Linked DNA regions of Sander lucioperca: region 2 is linked to region 1. A link is a contact called in public Hi-C data. All regions are on one chromosome and are shown on one strand. The core of a region is the stretch at or near the end of the contact, and the rest is flanking DNA. Distances in the headings are between cores, read along the strand shown.

Region 1 (5,182 bases), core at 1,952-4,451:
TCTAGTCTGGGAATTTGTGAATTATTTATCTCTAAAAGTGTATACAAATAAGAACTTAAAGGTACAATATGTAACATTTCTGCATAAAAATGTCTAAAAACGACCATACCTATGTTATATATATTTTTTCAGTTGTGTACTTACACTATCCCAAATGTTTCCACCAAATGTCAAACCCAGAGAAATCTGTTATTTTATTTCTGACACGGAACGTTTCCTTTAGTCGCCTGTCAGTGGCGTTACGTCATATAACCTTTCACCCTCTAATTACTCGTAACTTCCGTCAAAACACTGGCACCCAGATGATACGTTTGAGAGTACAATGTCACAGAAAAAAATACTCGTAACCATAATACTGCTTTTTCTGCCACAAGGCATCATTTTGTGATAAATTACATGCCACTTTGCAACACAGTAATACAGCAGAGATCTTATTTATTGATACATATCAATATCGATCCAGCGTAACGTTACTACAATGTGCTGGTTGACAAGTAGCTAACGTTAATGCTAATGCTTGGTGGATAACATTATAGGGTTACAACATTGTTCAACACGCTCATAAAGTTATTAGTAGTATGATTGTTTTGACCACGGATAAAAGCTGCACTGGGCTAACCTACGAATGAGTTCACCAGTAACGTTAGACGACTAATCTAATGCTAATTTAACCAGCTAGCACACGCCGGTCTGTCTGCCTCACTCCCCTGGCGCAAAGAGACTTCATTCGGAATGAGAGCTGACAACAGCCCCGGGACATGTAGCAATAGCTAGTTACCGTTAGCCCCCAGCCAGCTAGCAGCCAAACACTACCATTACAGCAATCCGTACCGGGCCAGCACTTAACTCCAGTGCCGGGTACTAACAACGTTAACGGCAATTTAATGAAGCGTTGGAAAACAGTCACAACAGCAGCTATCCATAACATTAGCTACGTCTCCGTTAGCGCTACCGGTGTTCGTGCCGAAAATCTCCTCCCTGCTGTATTTCTCCCCCCTTCGTGTTTAGCTGTCTTTACAGTTAGCTAAATCGACCCGACAAAAGGTGAGTTAAGCACCAAAATGAATAGTTAAGATTACAGAAAGGTGAAGGGGGAGATCATTGTTCACAACAATGTTCTACTACTGCACAACAGCCATCGAACGTCCTCGCCGTCCCGGAGTTTCCCCTGGCAATCCCCACCCACACCCGTCTCTCAGCCTCGTTGAGTAGCTAGCTAGCGTTACAACAAACCCCGTCCGCCCGTAGTTGAAACCATCCAAAAGGTGAAATTGACATGTGAAATATATTCTGATAGTGTGGTTTTAGCTGTTGGCTAATGTTAGCTTGCTGGCTCACTAGCTAACTGGTCAGCTACCAATACAGATAAAATCAAGAAAAACATAATTATGTTGGGGGAAATGCAGCTATTTTATTAGAAGACACGATTAAATGTTACTAAACGTAACGTGAATAAACTTGAATGCATTCTAACCATAGACTGTATATTATTAATAATATACAATCTATGATTCTAACCAGCGATGGTGTTTAACAATAAAAACTACAACTCCCACAATTCCATGCAACTTCCCAACGTCACCAAAAGTCTGTGTTTACAATCCATTGTTTTGATTGAGCCACTTTCCAACCAGTCATTTTAAAGAGGGTTCCGGCTCTCGAGTTAAACAACAGAAGCACTTTTCAAGTAGGTTGAAAGTTATACTCAGGACGAGTTTGTGTACATGCTGCTGGAAAAATATTCTGACCCCACCCTCACCCCCTTAAAGAGTATAAGCTGTTATGCGACTTAATTTCAATCCAAAATGTTACATACCTGTAAATTATATACTGTACTTTATAGTTTAGACACTTAGACACTGTTTTTAACATGTAAATATTATCACTGTCACATAAAAATCGAAATACGCTGTATACTGTACCAGCTCGAGTATATGTACTTACCAACCTGTTACATTAACCGTTCCATGTTTATTCCAGCACCCTTTGCACTCTGCACTATTGTCCTGTTTACAAATTTGAAATTTACTTGTGTTGTTGTTTTCTATTTCTATATATATATATATATTATGTTTATATATATATATATATAAATGTTTATATATATATAAATGTATATTTATAACTGTACATAGTAGTCAAATGTTAATGTTTTATTGTATGTTTATATTCATGGGTGGATCACGTCCAAACTGCAGGTGTAACAAACTGCAAAAATAATTATAATATGTAAAAGAGAAGAAGTCTGGAAAATCATGATCAAATATCCTGAACTGCTGACAAAGAAGAAAAGATGCAAATGCAGCTAGCTGGTATGCTTGCCCAAAATGACCAACCGTTGTAATGACTTACATCCCTTCTCTTTTTCATTTGTCATTCATCCTGAATGCATGTACCCATTTGATACTCGGAAGCAAAAACCCTCAAAATGCAAACTCGAACTGGACGTCCTAACTGCTAATGTAAAAAACAAACATAAGAAAATATCACTTCAGAGTAACATTACATCACATTCGTTTAGCTGTCTTCACAGTGAAATATCTACTTGTATATTTCATTCTTATATTGTAATTAATATATATTTTCATTTATTTCTTATTTTTTTAAATTTTAAGTGTTTTTCCGCAGAGATATACACTGAATGTAAAAAAAAACATATCATGAGGGACATTTCCGTAACGATAAAGTTACTTTTCCATTCACATCCCATGTAGCCCAGTTCAAAAATCCCTCTCATTCTCTCCATATTCTGCTCTGTGATTGGTTGAGATGGAAGAAGAGCCATTAACTAAGAATCCATTACTTTTACCTGGATTCACCTCAACAGTGTAACTCATGACAAGCATGCCAAACATTCAGTGTACTTTCTGTGTGGTGTTGACTGACCTGGCTCTGCTGGCTGCTATCCTCTGACCGCAGTTGCCATGAGGGTGGCGGAGGTGGGGGAGCTGGTAGTATCTGTCCTGGCCTGGGGCCTCGTCGGCGGGCAGGGCCTTAGGGCTGGCAGCGTAGATAGTGCATCCCATGAACACCTCCTGGAAGTCACCCTCAGTGTCCTACAGCAAGCGAAGAGGAGCCGTTCTCGAGGTATCCTTCCTCCGAGCGGCCTGTCCTGATGCCAGCCAGCTGCTCTGCGCAAAAGCCATTGGCTCAGCACATTGCTATCTTAACCCCTCCTTCCCTCTGAATCTCTCCTCCAGGCAGCCTTGTTCTCTCTCTCTCTGGCCCTCCTCCCTCTGCCGAGCTGAGAGCATCAGGGATAATCAGATTTCCCATTTACACTCAACAAAATCATCCCTAGCGTAATCGCTCCCTGTCACTGATGTTGCATTATGCTAATGCACACAGCGCACTGTCAGTGCAGGAGCATTAGGGGCAGTTAAAAATACCCTAACTGACTGATAGGAGTGAATGCCGCAGCAGATGCAGATACAGTTTCTACAGTGTGTATGTTAAAATTAACAGTTAGTTAAATACAACTAGGTTTTCAACTAATTTTTGTTGTTTCTATCTATCCAAAGATATTAAATTTAAAATTATATATAGAGCACTGAAAGATCCCCCCCCAGAAATGTTTCAAGACATAAAAATACTTTCCCCCCTCCACACACACACACATAGACACACACGGTTAAACTCTTATTTAAGGGTACCCCATGCCAAGATATACACTATGCTGCAGCAGCAAAGGAGCAGACTGCAAGCTAGTAAACAAGGATGTAAACAATGCCGGATTATGTTTCAGGATTAACATCTGAGAAATCGTACAAAGGTGCAGTGAAGCGTTTCCTGAACAGCATATGTATTAAATCAAATGGCCTATATTGTCTTAAACCAAACCGGCTCAGGTACAGGAATTTAGTCAGCCGTAAAACTCCCTAAAACAGGCTATTTGATTCAGCTGAGACCGACTGTGGCCACTTTAGAGACACTGCTCTCCTGTGGCCAAATGCCACAGTGCAATTTCCATATTCTAATGTGCATTTCTAGCACCATCATAGTCAATTTTAAATATTAATTAAAAAGCAATGTTGGACACTTACTTCCTGCGTTCTGGTGGCTTTAGACTAAAAACATTTAAATCAGTTTACATTACATGTCATTTAGCTGACGCTTTTATCCAAAGTGACTTACAGACTATATATGTCAGAAGTTGTACGGCTCTGGAGCTCTGGAGCAACTATGAGTTAAGTGTCCTGCTCAGAGACACGTTGGTTGATGTATTGCAGTGGGAATCGATCTCCCACACCAAAGGCACGAGTCACATCCACTGCGCCATCACCACCACCGGTTGAATGTCCACGTCTCACTCACAGATGAACCTGTGTGGCAAACTGTTAATTCTTAATTCAAACTCTTAATTTATATGTAAAGTAAAACCTTCTGTAAAGTGAAGTATTACTTTGAAGGTAACACCTGCACAAAGAAGTTGCAGCTGGCATCCTTTGACAGCATTATCTCGATTCCACAGCATCCACAGAGCAGAAGCCATTGAACAGTTCCCAGGACAGATTGTCTCATAAAAAGATTTATTTTTTTCCAGCCCAAATTTACAAAGGCAAGTTACAGAGTATTGTATAAAAAAGAACCATGGCAATGTACACTTTACACAAACTCCTGAAGGGAGGGAAAAAGGAGGTGAGGGGTGAAGCGTTCTGAATTTCTCACACAAAGAAAATGAAGACATTGTAAACATCCTTGCAAGCACCAGAACTGGTACTCTGGGGGGAGGGGGAGTAGGAAAGGGAGGAGGGGGGGGGGGTGTGTGACAGCAGGTGGGTCGGTAAAAGGACAGAACGAGCAAGTGTCTCTGTGTTTTCACAGAAGAATGTTCAACTAGGCACCAATTGAGACAACTGCTGGCCAATAAATATACTCTTCACCATGAAACAAATACAGTCTTGCAAAATACAAGAGCCAAGCACTTTCCAATATGTTGATAGCAAACATTACTTTTCTGGCTTTTCATACATTTCAGTATATATGATTTTTCACTGGGCTTTGCTTACTACTGAGATAACATTACTACTCTCAGAGAGAGAACAAATGCACTTGTCACAACCATTGTCTGATAAAACTATATGTACTGTATGCAGTCTGCTGGTACTAAAACCCACTGACTTTAATGACAACATCACAGCTGCCTAGATTACCCTTACAGATTAAGTACAAGTCAAACACC
Region 2 (5,182 bases), core at 1,052-3,551, 180 kb after region 1:
TCGTGATGGCTGGCTGACATCACGATGGAGAGCCACCATCATGATGCCACGCCACCCCACCCTGTCAGACACAAGCTAATCCTAGTCGCGGGCGCTGGACGGGAAATTGACAAGTGCGTCGGTCTTAAACTAGTATTATCAAGTTGGCTGGGAGGAATTTTATGTCCAATCTAAATCAAAATACATTCAGTGGGCAGACGTCAGACATGTATTGGCCTACCTGGTGAAGAAAAGGATTCCTTGTGAAGGATAAGACCTGAGGTATCTGTGGCCTGTCTTTGAGTCTTCTTCCATCTGCTGAGGAACTCATTTATAAACTGTCCTTTTCTCCCATCGGTGCCCTGTAGGAGGTCTCCCACATACTCCTCGATCTCGTCAGCATTTCCGATGGATAGAATGTATCTAGAAAGCAGGATGACACAATTACCATTTCATTTAATAACATTTATTGTCAATGTGGATGTTAAACATTAAAGACCAAAAGAAGAAATACCTACACACTGCTTCTTTATGTACATGTGTGGCCTCCAGCAATGTGTAGTGTTCTGCTAGTTCATTACTTCATTAATATTCAAGGGTTTTGCTAAGCATACTTTACCGTTTAGGATTTTTTCACAACAATTTAGGGTACTTCAAGGCCTGATATGAACTGTACTTTTTCTCTCTTTCTTTTTGATAAAGAAGTTCCTTAAGAGTTTTTGCATGTTTGCTTTTAATGTGTAGACATTTGTACAAAAGAGCACCATTTATGAATATATTGCCCATAATTTTACTTATCTAATTAGGAAATAAATATGTCTTCTCATCACAAACCATTAGGGCTGGGCGATATGGAGAAAATCAAATATCACAATATTTTTGACCAAATACCTCGATATCGATACCGCCGACTATTGGGGCTTTCACAAACTATTTACACAATAAGACTTTTGATAAATAATCATCAGTAATGTGGATATAATGACTAAGTGATAGAATAGAACAGTTACAACAGTCTAGTAAGTTCAGAAAATGACATCACTTTACTGTAATGCAGCCTTTAAAACCAGTAAAAGACAACACATATTAGTTATGATTATTATTATTATTATTATTATTAGCATTATTAGGATATTACGATATCCAAAATCTAAGACGATATCTAGTCTCATATCACGATATCGATATAATATCGATATATTGCCCAGCTCTACAAACCATCTATACAGGTTTGCTCACACTTTCACCTTTACTTGAAAAACATCTGGTTTAAACAATGTCAATAATGTCTACATAGAAAAAAATAAAAATAAAGAACCCGGAACAAACCAGCAGTGTGTGTGTCTATATTTTGTTATATATATTTATAACCTATAATAACTAACCAGCACCTGCAAATAACACAAGGTGTTTTTGTGCCTCTGAGAAATGACCAGGCCATTTATTTCAAATGTTTTCCCTTATTCAACATTTTGAATAATGTTTCCTAGCCTTTTAAATCATTACAAAAGTCACTTACAAAACTTAATCTGATCATTTACATGAATAAAAATTATACATAAACAAATGAATGAATATAAAATTAAAATAGATTTGAAAAAAATAAAAGGAAACATTAATAAATAATGGAAAATGCAATAGGAAATAATAAGGGATTACAAAAGGAGAAAACAAGCAAATAAAAACACAAATATTAATTTATGTCACATTTTATCAATACATTAATGGCTACGTTTATTTTGCATTTTTGTATGTATATATATATTTTTTTTTTTTTAAATAATAATAATAACAAAATGGATACAAAGTTACATCACCCAGGATGTGTCACCTCGAAAAATGCGATAAGGGAATTAGTTAGGGAATAAAAGCAATGATATCCGTGAGCTAACGATAATACATAGCTAGCATATAAGACACCTATCAAACGGTCTAACGTTACGTTAACGTCATGCTACTGTAATAAGTTAAGGACACGCACGCACGCACGCACGCACGCACGCACACACACACACACACACACACACACACACACACACACACACACACACACACACACACACACACACACACACACACACACACACGATCGATTTAGACACTGGAAAACTTAAACGCAGTAACGTTGACGTTACATCACAGTACAGCACAGCCAAGCTATCAGATGTTAGCTTGTTGGCAGACTGTCTATGCTCAGCACTAAAACTGTCAGATTTATGCTAACTAGCGTTAAAATTACTTACTGAACGATGTCTTCACATGCCTCTAACCCAAACTTGTGGTGTAGCTGGTCCACACACCACTTCAACAAAGCCTCTGACATTTTACCAACTAAAACTACTTTAACTCAAAGCTCAAACCAAAGGTATCGGTTGTGGCGTGTCAAACCAAACCTGAATCATGAATGCGTTTCCAGTCGGCGACATAACACAGGCACACACACACACACACAAAGTAACTGCGTGGCATCGGAGAATCCCATCCGGAAACAACCCGTGCTGTGGAGTAGGGTTCCTGCCAAATAGGTTAGTACGACTTCAAACAGAAGCGAGCCGTTATGTTGTCAGGGATCGAAGATACATTATAAATATCTATATCCAGTTAGTCTCAACTGTTCATGAAACTATAAACCATTTTGATCAGTGTAGGTGCGTAATTGGGTGTAACTGTTAATTTCCGTCACTAGGTGGCAGTTTTGTAATGCAGTGAAATACAGTCGCCATCAGCTAGTACTTTACAATAATGTTTAATTAAGTACCAAATTACTTCTTACATAATAAGGTGGACGTCGAAATAGATAATGCTAGCTAGCATTTGCCCATTTTAAAGTCCAGCCTAAAATAAAATGCATATAGGCTAAATATAGTAGCATCAATTACAAATGCAACAGCAAGAACTGATTGATTTTTTTTTAATTTTTGTATTTACATTAAGGGGAAACACTGTGCTACATCTTCATTTCAACATGTACATTGTACAGGTGCACCTCTTTTTGGTAGAATTTTTCTTTTTACAACTGTAGTTGTACTGTAGTCCTATTTGTTGTTTAAATATCTGGAATTTGCTTTTGACATTTGTGGAATGGGTCAAGTGATGTGCGCTCTAATTGCTTAACTATTGATTTCTTGTCTCGAGGCTATATTTTCTGTAACTGGTTGGAACAACTTCCTTTTTCAGTGCAATTCAGTTTTTACAAAATTAGATGTAGGCATTCTGATGACTCATCACACAAATATACAGGAGCTGTACTGCAGCATTTTTGTGTTTTATTTATCCAGAGTAGTATTTATATAGCACATTTCATACATAGTAAAATGACAATGTGCTTTACATATTGTCTGATTAAATTTGACAGTGCAAAGGTCAATGTTATCATTTGTATGTAGATGGAGCAGCAGTGTATAGTTATACTGGTATACAAAACATAGTTCTGTATAGCAAGAGAACATTTTTATATGTTGTCCCCATTTTCAAATAGAAAAAATATATTTATTTGTGAAATGTCAAAGTACAACAAAAACATCATACAAAATTATTTTGACCTTACAGTTTTCTTTAATTAATAAAATAAAAATAAGCAACAATCAATAAGTAAGACCAAGGAAGAACATCGTTATGCGTATGACAATAATTTGTATAGGAAAAGCAACTTACAACGTCACATAACTGTTTTGGATATATGCTTATTAATGTGATACCACAAATACATTTCAATACAAGATACTGTAACTGTTGTGTTTTATATGGAGTCGATTTGAGAATAGATGCATTGCAATGAACAATAATGCACAGGTAACATCACATAAAAAAACCACAGCTGCATGTATTGTTAGCAAATTATACCACTTAAACAATGCTATTATAGCATATAGCTAGTACCAGTATTTTTTTTAAATCATTTTCAAACAGTACAAGAGATCAAAATTAGATGTTTTTCTTTAATATGCCATTCGGCTGTGTAATATAAAGTCAAAGGCTGATGGATTTTACACCACCATAATGTAGGAATAAATTAAACTTTTTATACATTTTGCCTGAAGTCCTCAATTTAACTTTGCGTTAAGTATGGTTAAATATTTGGTGATATACAAGTCCCATGCTAGTATACTTAACTGTATCCAAATTACCGCCCATGAGGTTACTCTGTGATAAGAGAGATTGGTATAGGCTTTTATTTTTGTTTCCAGATAAAAATAAATAAAGATAAAATCCTTAAATGGGGAACTCCGCACTTTATATAGAATTCATACATGTAATTCCTATGGTCTAAGACAGTCCACAAATATTAGCAAACATGAACAACTCTCTCCCAAATATAAAAACGTAAGTGCTAAAACTCAAATCTGTGATGTTATCAAGTATAAAGTCCAGAAGTGCTCCATAGACAATGAATTAGGAAAGATGTTAAAGATGACACTAACAGCACCCAGGGGAATCTCTTGAATACATGGGTACATTTTCTGTTTCAGAACTGAGTACTCCAATAGAATAAAGCTCATTTGGGTATAAAAAAAGAAAACAAAATCATTCTGTCATTCATTATCTATGGAAAAGTTCTAGACTTCATACTCGATGATCACAAGTTTGAGACTTACTTCTCTGGTTTCTGGCTTTGAGAGGGAGTAGCACATGTACACAAACATTGATTGAACTTTCCTGGGCCTTGAATTCTTTATTTGGGTGGTGTTCTCCTTTAAGTGAAGAAGTCTTTTGAAATAGCCTCTACAAAGTTGGGTGCTGACATGAGGATCCCAATAGTGCACAGGATAGTGAAGAGGGAGAAAGCCATGAGACAAAGCCTGTCGATGACAGACGCAGCAAATTTCCACTCATTGCACACTAACTCGTCCTCGTCTTGGTCACGGAAGCGCTTGGCAATAAAGTGCACCTCGTCCAGGATCTTGGCCAGCTCTGGTTCCACTCTGCAAGCTGAGGAGCTGTGACCTGCGGGGAGGAGCATCTCATCCTCACCTGCTCGTCCAACCAGCCGTCCACAGAGGACCCCGGAGTCACAAGAGGTGGCAGCTGTGGAGTAGTGGATGCTCTCCAGGCCACGCAAGCCAACATAAAGCATGTTGCCGTTGGTGGATTGGGAGGCTGAAGTGCTTGCATTGAGCTCCACGCTGGTCAGGCTGTTCCGTGGAGCCTTGTTGTGACAGGCTGAACGCACTCGCTCCTCACCTGGGCGCTTCATGCGCAGGAA

Evidence for each region. Hi-C and Micro-C count contacts between places; a contact is called where the count stands out from the background.
Region 2: a contact with region 1 is called in a Hi-C map of muscle, with 4 times the contacts expected there. The contact joins the promoter of trip4 here to the promoter of gramd2aa in region 1. A contact is called at or near these places in 2 of 2 Hi-C or Micro-C datasets (liver and muscle).

What each region holds. Positions count from the first base shown.
Region 1 is chr3:41,904,244-41,909,425 of SLUC_FBN_1.2, forward strand. gramd2aa (GRAM domain-containing protein 2A) reads right to left here and starts at 3,202. Exons shown (of 13, transcript XR_004896970.1): 1 at 2,887-3,202.
Region 2 is chr3:42,085,430-42,090,611 of SLUC_FBN_1.2, forward strand. It overlaps trip4 (activating signal cointegrator 1), which reads right to left and starts at 2,302. Exons shown (of 13, transcript XM_031290044.2): 1 at 2,223-2,302; 2 at 221-402. The coding sequence starts at 2,302. It overlaps LOC116043461 (neuronal acetylcholine receptor subunit alpha-7-like), which reads right to left. Exons shown (of 10, transcript XM_031290147.2): 10 at 3,345-5,182. The coding sequence ends at 4,673.